Regions from separate parts of the Mus musculus genome. Here region 1 is linked to region 2. The links are chromatin contacts, called in public HiChIP or PLAC-seq maps. All regions are on one chromosome and are shown on one strand. The core of a region is the stretch at or near the end of the contact, and the rest is flanking DNA. Distances in the headings are between cores, read along the strand shown.

What was found. HiChIP or PLAC-seq counts read pairs in DNA pulled down with a chosen protein or histone mark.
Region 1: an H3K27ac HiChIP or PLAC-seq map of regulatory T cells shows a contact between it and region 2, with 6 times the contacts expected there. The contact joins two enhancer-like sites. A contact is called at or near these places in 2 of 484 Hi-C or Micro-C datasets (the HPC-7 cell line and bone marrow-derived macrophages) and 2 of 115 datasets of contacts at active chromatin or transcription factors (CD8 T cells and regulatory T cells).

The regions. Positions count from the first base shown.
Region 1 is chr8:81,813,344-81,817,302 of GRCm38.p6, forward strand. The region is part of intron 7 of Inpp4b (inositol polyphosphate-4-phosphatase, type II); the gene reads left to right. Among named protein-coding and RNA genes, the nearest start is that of Gm25267, 340 kb to the right of the region's middle. Within about 2 kb of position 1,543, at least 8 of the 459 cell types and tissues checked have an H3K27ac peak or open chromatin away from gene starts, as enhancers often do. A contact at or near this core is called in regulatory T cells, where this site is marked.
Region 2 is chr8:81,556,461-81,560,323 of GRCm38.p6, forward strand. The region is part of intron 2 of Inpp4b (inositol polyphosphate-4-phosphatase, type II); the gene reads left to right. Among named protein-coding and RNA genes, the nearest start is that of Gm51582, 220 kb to the left of the region's middle. Within about 2 kb of position 2,406, at least 18 of the 459 cell types and tissues checked have an H3K27ac peak or open chromatin away from gene starts, as enhancers often do. A contact at or near this core is called in regulatory T cells, where this site is marked.

The sequences.
Region 1 (3,959 bases), core at 293-2,792, 260 kb after region 2:
GTTGCTTCATAATTAAAGGACAGCATTTGGAGTTATGGTGTTTCTCATGTCCTGTTAACCTTCTCAGAATCACAGGTCTCTGTACCCTCCATGTCAAATTAAGGGATGAAATTTCAGACTTCTTCCTGGGTTCATTTGCCCAAGAGTGAGTCCAAGTTCGAATTTTCCATTTCTCCCTATGCTTTCCATCTGTCTGTAGTTTGTAGCTGGCCTTTCTGTAACCTGTCTGTGTTTGCTCTGAGTGAGTCTCTTAACAAAAACTTTGTTCTCCGGTTATTGGACGGCAGAGAGACTACCACATGGGAGAGGAATGATGCTTTACAGAAATCTTTAACAGTTGCTTTTTAAACAAGGGATTAAGTTATTTACTTCAACTGACCCCAAAGAACTCACTACTGCAAACATTGTGTTATCAAGCATCTTCCATATGCTTTCCCCAATATTTATGGTAGATATTTGTTGGATAAGGTCAATTTCACTCTGTCTGCTGTTTTCAGCAAACTATTACCATAACACTCACACATATCCATATGCATTGCTCTCTGGGTCAGGGACATAGATGAATACACAATTTAAAATTAAAATTAGTCATTAGCTTAGGTGGTAGAGCTGATTACACAGAGGAATCCAGGCAGGTAAGGCTGGTGGTTCCCAGGGTCTCTTAATGGCAGGTTAAACAAACAACTGAGAACCCAATGGGATAGCAGTCTTAAATCGTAAGTGAACTCATAGTGTAGTATTAACTCTGGCTGTGAGGTCTAGAAAAAAGTGTCAGTCTCTTAGAACACAAGAGATTTAAAAAAAATATAACACCTCACAGTCGTCTCCTCTTTCATTTCGCTAAAGGTACTGATAAATTATTGTGACATATAAAGAGGATAGTGAACCTCAAACTAGGACTTGGAACCCTGCTTCTCTGTGTTTTCTGGGAGATACTCCCATTTTTATTAACCACCCTTGTTTAAGTATAGCTAAATCAAGGTGAAAGTATTCATCAGTTTCAATCTTCCCCAGTGTCATAGTGCTTTGTATTTCCATTGCAGTTGTCTATGTTCATGATACCAGAAAATTGTTGTAGTGCTTCATTCAGAATGTATTTATTTGGATAGTTCTATTAATGGATCATTTAAATAAATTTTATTGAAATTTACTAACTTTCGTCTTAAGTTTCTCAAATTGACAATTGAGTGACAATAGCAGCATCTATCTTAGTGCATATAAAAATAAAAAGGTTAATTTTATTGGACACTTCCCTACCCCGGAAGATGTGCAAGTAAGTATTTAATTTACTTTCTCCAATCTTTATTGTGTGTGTCAGACAGCTTTCAGCCCTGCCTGGTTTCCCTTGTATCTGCAGACGAAAGACACACACATTAGCTTATTTTTGATGTGCTTTAGCTCAATGGCCGGGTTTGCTAAGCCTTCCTTGGCTATTGTGCTCTTCTTTACATTCTCAGCTCAACACCTCCAAATCTGCCCTCAACTTTGGTTGCTAAGTTACTTTTAGTCCTAGCTCAGTACCCTAAATCTGCCCTCAGCTCATTGCTCTCTAATTTCCTGCCTGCTACCCCAGGCCCAGTCACAGAAGCAGCAGAGGGCCATTCCACTTGAGATCTCACGTGGCTAGTGGCTCTTTCTCCTTCCTTTGCATCTGCTAGCCTGCCAGTGGGAAAACTGGAAGTCCGACCTATGCTGCCCAGCTCCTTGGCTGCTAGCATTTTTAATGATGGATCAAGAACCAATTGGGGAACAGGATCTTCAGTGTTCCCAAGCAGATACCAGATCAAAGAAAGCATCAAAACAACCCTGTACAAAGGAGACCTGAGACTTCTCAGAAGGCTACATGCTGACAGGTGATAGTACCTCTCATAGAGGAAAACTAAGGACCAGGGTTTTTCTCAGAGCACTGGCCAAATAAGGTTAATCAAGTGTTTTGAATATATGTAGTATTTTCTTCTGAAAACTGAAATCACGTGTGTTCTCATTTTTTTACAACTCTCATATTTACACAGCAGAAAGTTGAAGAATTCCCATTCCAGAAGACAGGAACAAGGTAGATATTCAATATGTACTTGTGAATATTAATTAAATTTGAAAGTTAAGTAACATACACTTTTATATAGCTCCCACTTAACTTGTTCCCTTTTTCCAAAGAAAACCATTATTTACCATAGAAGTTTGTAATAGAGTGGCATTTATGATGGAATCAGATGAAGGGAAATGTCATTAGTCAACCTATTTTTATCATATTAAAGATTAATTGGTTAGCAAGGCACTTTCAGACTACACATTACTTTAAAGACAGGTTGTTTTAATATTTCTACAAGGGAGGACTGGGCTTCATGTTCACAAAGTGAAATAGAAAATTAAAGCAATTGCAGATTTCCAAGCAAGCCTGGCATCTAATGAAATCCAGATGAGCTGTGAAATTGAACCTGGTCAATGGGAGAATAAATGGCTCCAGGTGCACGTTCCCTGAGTCAGATTCAGACGATTCTGATTGAGGGAAGTTGTTCTCCTCTTGGACTGTCCTAATCCCGCATTTAAGCTACCCAGTGTACCAGTTTATGACTTGAAACGTGGGCTCTGATTTCAGCAAATAGTGATTTAGATAGCAGTGACTTGCTTTACTAGGTATTTCTCCAATTTTTTTAAATTTGCTGAGTTGTGAGAACAGAAATCATATTTAGGAAAGCACATTTTTCTTTAACAGATCCAAAATCTGCCTTTTAACGTTTTATAAATGCAAATCCTCATTCTTTTCTCTCCCTGGCTTTGATCTACCATTGTTGATTATCATTATTCACCCAGATAAAAATTTTCACTTCCTGTTTATTTGGCATCTAATTTGGTTTATGAGGGCATTTTTTTAAAAAAAAAATCTTTCTCACATGATTAGAATGCTATGTTTCATGCTCTCAGTTCAGTTTCTATTATTTCATGGCATTTTGTATTAGAAAATACTTAGCATATGTTTCTATCTATATGCTATCTTATTCTCACAAATCACCTCAAATTGCAGAGTGTAACAGAAGGCAGGAGTCAAAAGGATGGGAAGTGAAATGGAACCAGATAATGATCAGTGTTAGAGTGTTAGTGTGGATTTAATAATTAGGGCATCTGCAGGTAGATTCTCCTGCAAGGGAATATAAAGGCATTATGGATTCCTAGTTCATAAACTTCTAGGCCACAAAAATGGTGTCTCTGTAAATTAAATGCCCAAGCCAGAATAATAAGGACAGGCAGTGAGTTGGAGATCCTTTTCCTGTTGTGACTATGTGCTCATGACTTCCTGAGAAAGACAGAGAGCTGTTTGCCTGTGTCAGTGAACTGAGGAGGGCATCTGAGATGAAAAGGCTTGTCCAAATTACTGGGCAACACTTTCCAGAGGTTAGCTTGCTAAGTTAGTTGTACACTATAAAATGAGAAATATTGAGAAAGGTAGGGAAGTGGATAATTATTGTTCCTAATATCTATGCAATATAAAACACTTATTTTCTTTAATAATTTCAGTATTTTTAATAATTGTAAATTAATTCAAATGTAGGTTTCTATTGTTATGTTGGGAATTTACTATTGTTCTATTTGGAATATAACTGAATTGCGTATCTATTTTTGCTTAGATTTTGTGCATGCTCATGTGAGTGCTCACACATGCATATGCAAGTGTGTGTGTGTGTGTGTGTGTGTGTGTGTGTGCGCCCCATAGTCATTTGTTTTACATTTTAGATCTGCCTAGAACTCCTAGCTACTTAAGAAATCTTTGCAGAGGAAGGAACCATCAGATTGCTATTCCTGTGGTTGTTCCTCTTTAGCTGCAAGAGAGGGACTATTTTATAAAGTATGAATAAAATCAATTTACAATCATTATTAGAAAATATAGGCAAAGTCTGCCAACTACTAAATAGTGATATCCTGAAAGCACAAAAGAGCCATTGCTAATAAATGCTGCTAAATTC
Region 2 (3,863 bases), core at 1,156-3,655:
TTTAATGGGGTAAATTGATTTTCTGGAGTCGACCTTCTTGAGTTCTTTATATATATTGGATATTAGTCCCCTATCTGATTTAGGATAGGTAAAGATCCTTTCCCAATCTGTTGGTGGCCTTTTTGTCTTATTGATGGTGTCTTTTGCCTTGCAGAAGTTTTGCAGTTTCATGAGGTCCCATTTGTTGATTCCCGATCTTACAGCACAAGCCATTGCTGTTCTATTCAGGGATTTTTTTCCCCTGTACCCATATCTTAGAGGCTTTTCCCTACTTTCTCCTCTATAAGTTTCAGTGTCTCTTGTTCTATGTGGAGTTCCTTAATCCACGTAGATTTGACCTCAGTACAAGGAGATAGGAATGGATCAATTCGCATTCTTCTACATGATAACTGCCAGTTGTGCCAGCACCATTTGTTGAAAATGCTGTCTTTTTTCCACTGGATGGTTTTTGCTCCCTTGTCAAAGATCAAGGGACCATAGGTGTGTGGGTTCATCTCTGGGTCTTCAGTTCTATTCCATTGGTCTACTTGTGTGTTGCTATACCAGTACCATGCCGTTTTTATCACAATTGCTCTGTAGTACAGCTTTAGGTCTGCTCTTAACTCCAATTAGCCAACACTTAGGGCTGTGTTTTCTTGACTCCTTACCCATGGCAGCTTCTCCCTCCTTCTTCTTTCCTTGTGGTTCTCTTCCAACCTCAAGCCCACCTATGTCTCTTCTGCTCAGCTATTACTGTTGGCAATTTTATTCACCAATCAGAAATAACTTGAGGGCAGGGTCACTTATCATCTTAAGTGTGGACTCTCTCATCTCTGGCTAGTCTTGGGGGCTGGGTATTAGCATTAGAGTCTAAGAAGCATCAGGCCAACCTACTACACCCCCTTCCTTTTCTTTCTCCTCCCTTGGGTCCCTTCCTCATGCCTCTTCTGAAGGAAAGACAATTCATTCACTAGAATGAGCTCAAATCTTCCACTTCATTCTGTTTTATGCCCCATTTCTTTTATGCATTCAGTTAGTTTTTGCTATATCCAGTATGTTCAGGATGATATAAATCTTAAAATGTCAGAATGTAGGTGGACATCTCCATCTAGAGCTCTGGATTGAGAGAAAGAGAGAGTAAGAGATGGGATGTTTTTACAGTGGAAGTTTCATTTTTTGATGAATGGGAAGGACATTAACACTTTATGTCTTTATTGCGTTGTTAAAAGAAAAATGTGACAAAAATGAAGTGTTGGCAAAATAGTTTTATTTACTTCATTAACATTTATAGCCCTGGACAATATGCAGCTTATTGGAAGTCCATACAAAATATTAATACTGCAGTTACAGCCACAGCTACAAATGGAGATCTACACTGTGCTGAATTGCTTAATTAAGGTAATGCTGGTGTTAAGGTAATAGACTCTGGGGTGGGTATACTGAACGTCAGTTCTTAGTTTTCAATCAATTAACATATGACCTTTGTTAATTACATAATGTTGTTAGACCTGTAATTCTGGCCACTTGGAAGGCAGAAGCAGGAAGATCACAAGTTTAAGTCCTGACCTATAAAGAGAGTTCAAAGCTTGTCTGGGACACTTAGCCAGATTTTGTGTCCCAATTTAAAAATTGGAAAAATAGAGGTGGATACAGCCCAATGAGTTGTTTTCCAGCATACACTAGTTCCAGGATTTCACCTGGAGAACACATAAAGGAATAAAAAGAAGGATATATAGATATAGACATAGATAGATAGATAGATAGATAGATAGATAGATAGATAGATAGATAGATAGATAGAGATGATATAGATATATGAATCTCTCACTCTCTCAGATATATATATGAAAAGGTGGGATGTTGATGCTTTCCTACCTATGACAGAAGGGAAATAATAGTACTGATTTATAGAAGTTTTTCATTTTTAAATACAAGTGGGTTATGCTATGCAATAGTGCTTAGAATGGAGTTGTGGATATGGAAAACATAGTATGTTAGTTATATATTTTATGAGTATCATTATCATATACAATCCATACAGTTGCATAACCTAGTAGAGATGATCTTCCTATTTATCCGTGTGAAATAAGTTGAGAGATGCTTGACAGATCTTAGGAATGAGGAGTAAGTTGCACTTTAAATTCCACTGAGTAGCACTGGAGTGACGCATGGTTCTTTGACCACATCAATGCTATGACCCATACATATGTCAATATTGTAGAAGTACAAACAATTGAAATGGAAACTTCTGGTTTCTTTGGAAAGTCAGTTACGTTAAATGATGTTTTGCTGGGGCACATAAGTGAAAGGATGTTTTGCTAAAGCAAACGTGTGAAAGAATATTTTAATGAAGCAGGCACAGGTGAAAGGATGTTTTGCTATAGCAGAAATGAGAAAGTACACGTGATGTTTAGAAAGAATGTAAATGTGGCCCCTCAGACAGTGGGAGCTGGAGTGTTGGCTTGCCTTGCTCTGCATCACTAGACTTCACTAATGATGCACATAAATTGGTTTGCCTTACATGGCATTGATGAGCTTAGCTTGTGGTGACTGTGGAGAGAAACTCACAGTAGAACTTCTCCTCGTGAAGGTACTGCTCCTTTTTGTCAATTCTGTGGACTTGGGCCAGTTGACAAGTCTCACAGTTTCTTCTGGATTGAATGACTCCTGCTGATTTGTGTTTGGTGTTTGTTAGTGGACTGGACTGAGAACAACGAAGATTGCAATCACCCCAAAGGACTATTTCTAAACATGTCCACTTCCCATGTATTCTAATAATCTTTTTTTCCCACTACTTCTGGTAAATGGTGGGCTAGAATGGAGGTTGAACCCTTATTGAAGTAGGCTGTGAAAATATATGCCTACAGACAATGTCATCCAAAGTGTTCTCTTGTCTCTTGCAAGGTAAAACTAGTTGTAGCTGATACATGTCCAGTGCTGAATCTACTGTGCAAGGACTGTACAGTTGGTGGATAGTTGTAATCATTGTTGGCTTTACCACAAGCTATAATGGGACTGAATGAAATTGATACAGTTTTCTAATTTCTTAGTTGATCCACATTGTTTATTTGTCTGCTGTTAAATTGGTGAGTAGGCTTAATATAGGGGGAAAGAAATTCATACTTCACCCTCATTACCTTATTTCACATTTATATTCGATGTTAGAGAAAAATTGTGGGACTGTGAGAGGCAGCCTGGTTTCTGGTTGAGCTAGGTTTAAAACCCCAGTGCCCCAGAAGGTGACCGTAGCCTGCAAGGGACAGTAGGTGTTTTGTCACACTCCTAGACACAGGTTCCAGACAGGAGGCCACAGCTCTCCACTTCATGGGTCTGTGGACATCAGTCATGTAAGGGAATGCCTCAAGCCCTCCACAGGTAGAGGATGTGACCACAGATCATGTAGCCTCAAGACAGACCCCATTTTAATGAGGCACCTAAAGGTCTGAAGGGCTTAGTCAATTAAGCTCCCCTTCCCCGACACTCCTCCCTGCAAAAAATATTTTACCTCAGGCTTGCCCTGAGAAAAATGGGGTACAGTTCCACTTATCAGAATTATCTACCATGACAATAAGTGCTTTAAAACCATGGACTGTCTCTTATTTGGATCCACTGTGGGAAACAATGGAGCAGGTTTTTCTCTAAAGAGCAATGTCTAATCTCCCTCAGGAGGCCTCTCTGCATTCCCAGCGATGGTCACCATCACTGCTGAGCCAAGCCAAGGACTCTCTCCTCCCCACAGGACCCAGCCAGAGCCCTCCTCCTGCCCTTTTCCCTTCACCTTGGCTATATCCAACCTGCGGGCCACCACTCTGTTCTCAGCACTTCTGCTGCATCCAGCGACATCTGTGGTGCCCAAGAGTCTGAGGACCTGCCATGCTCAGCCT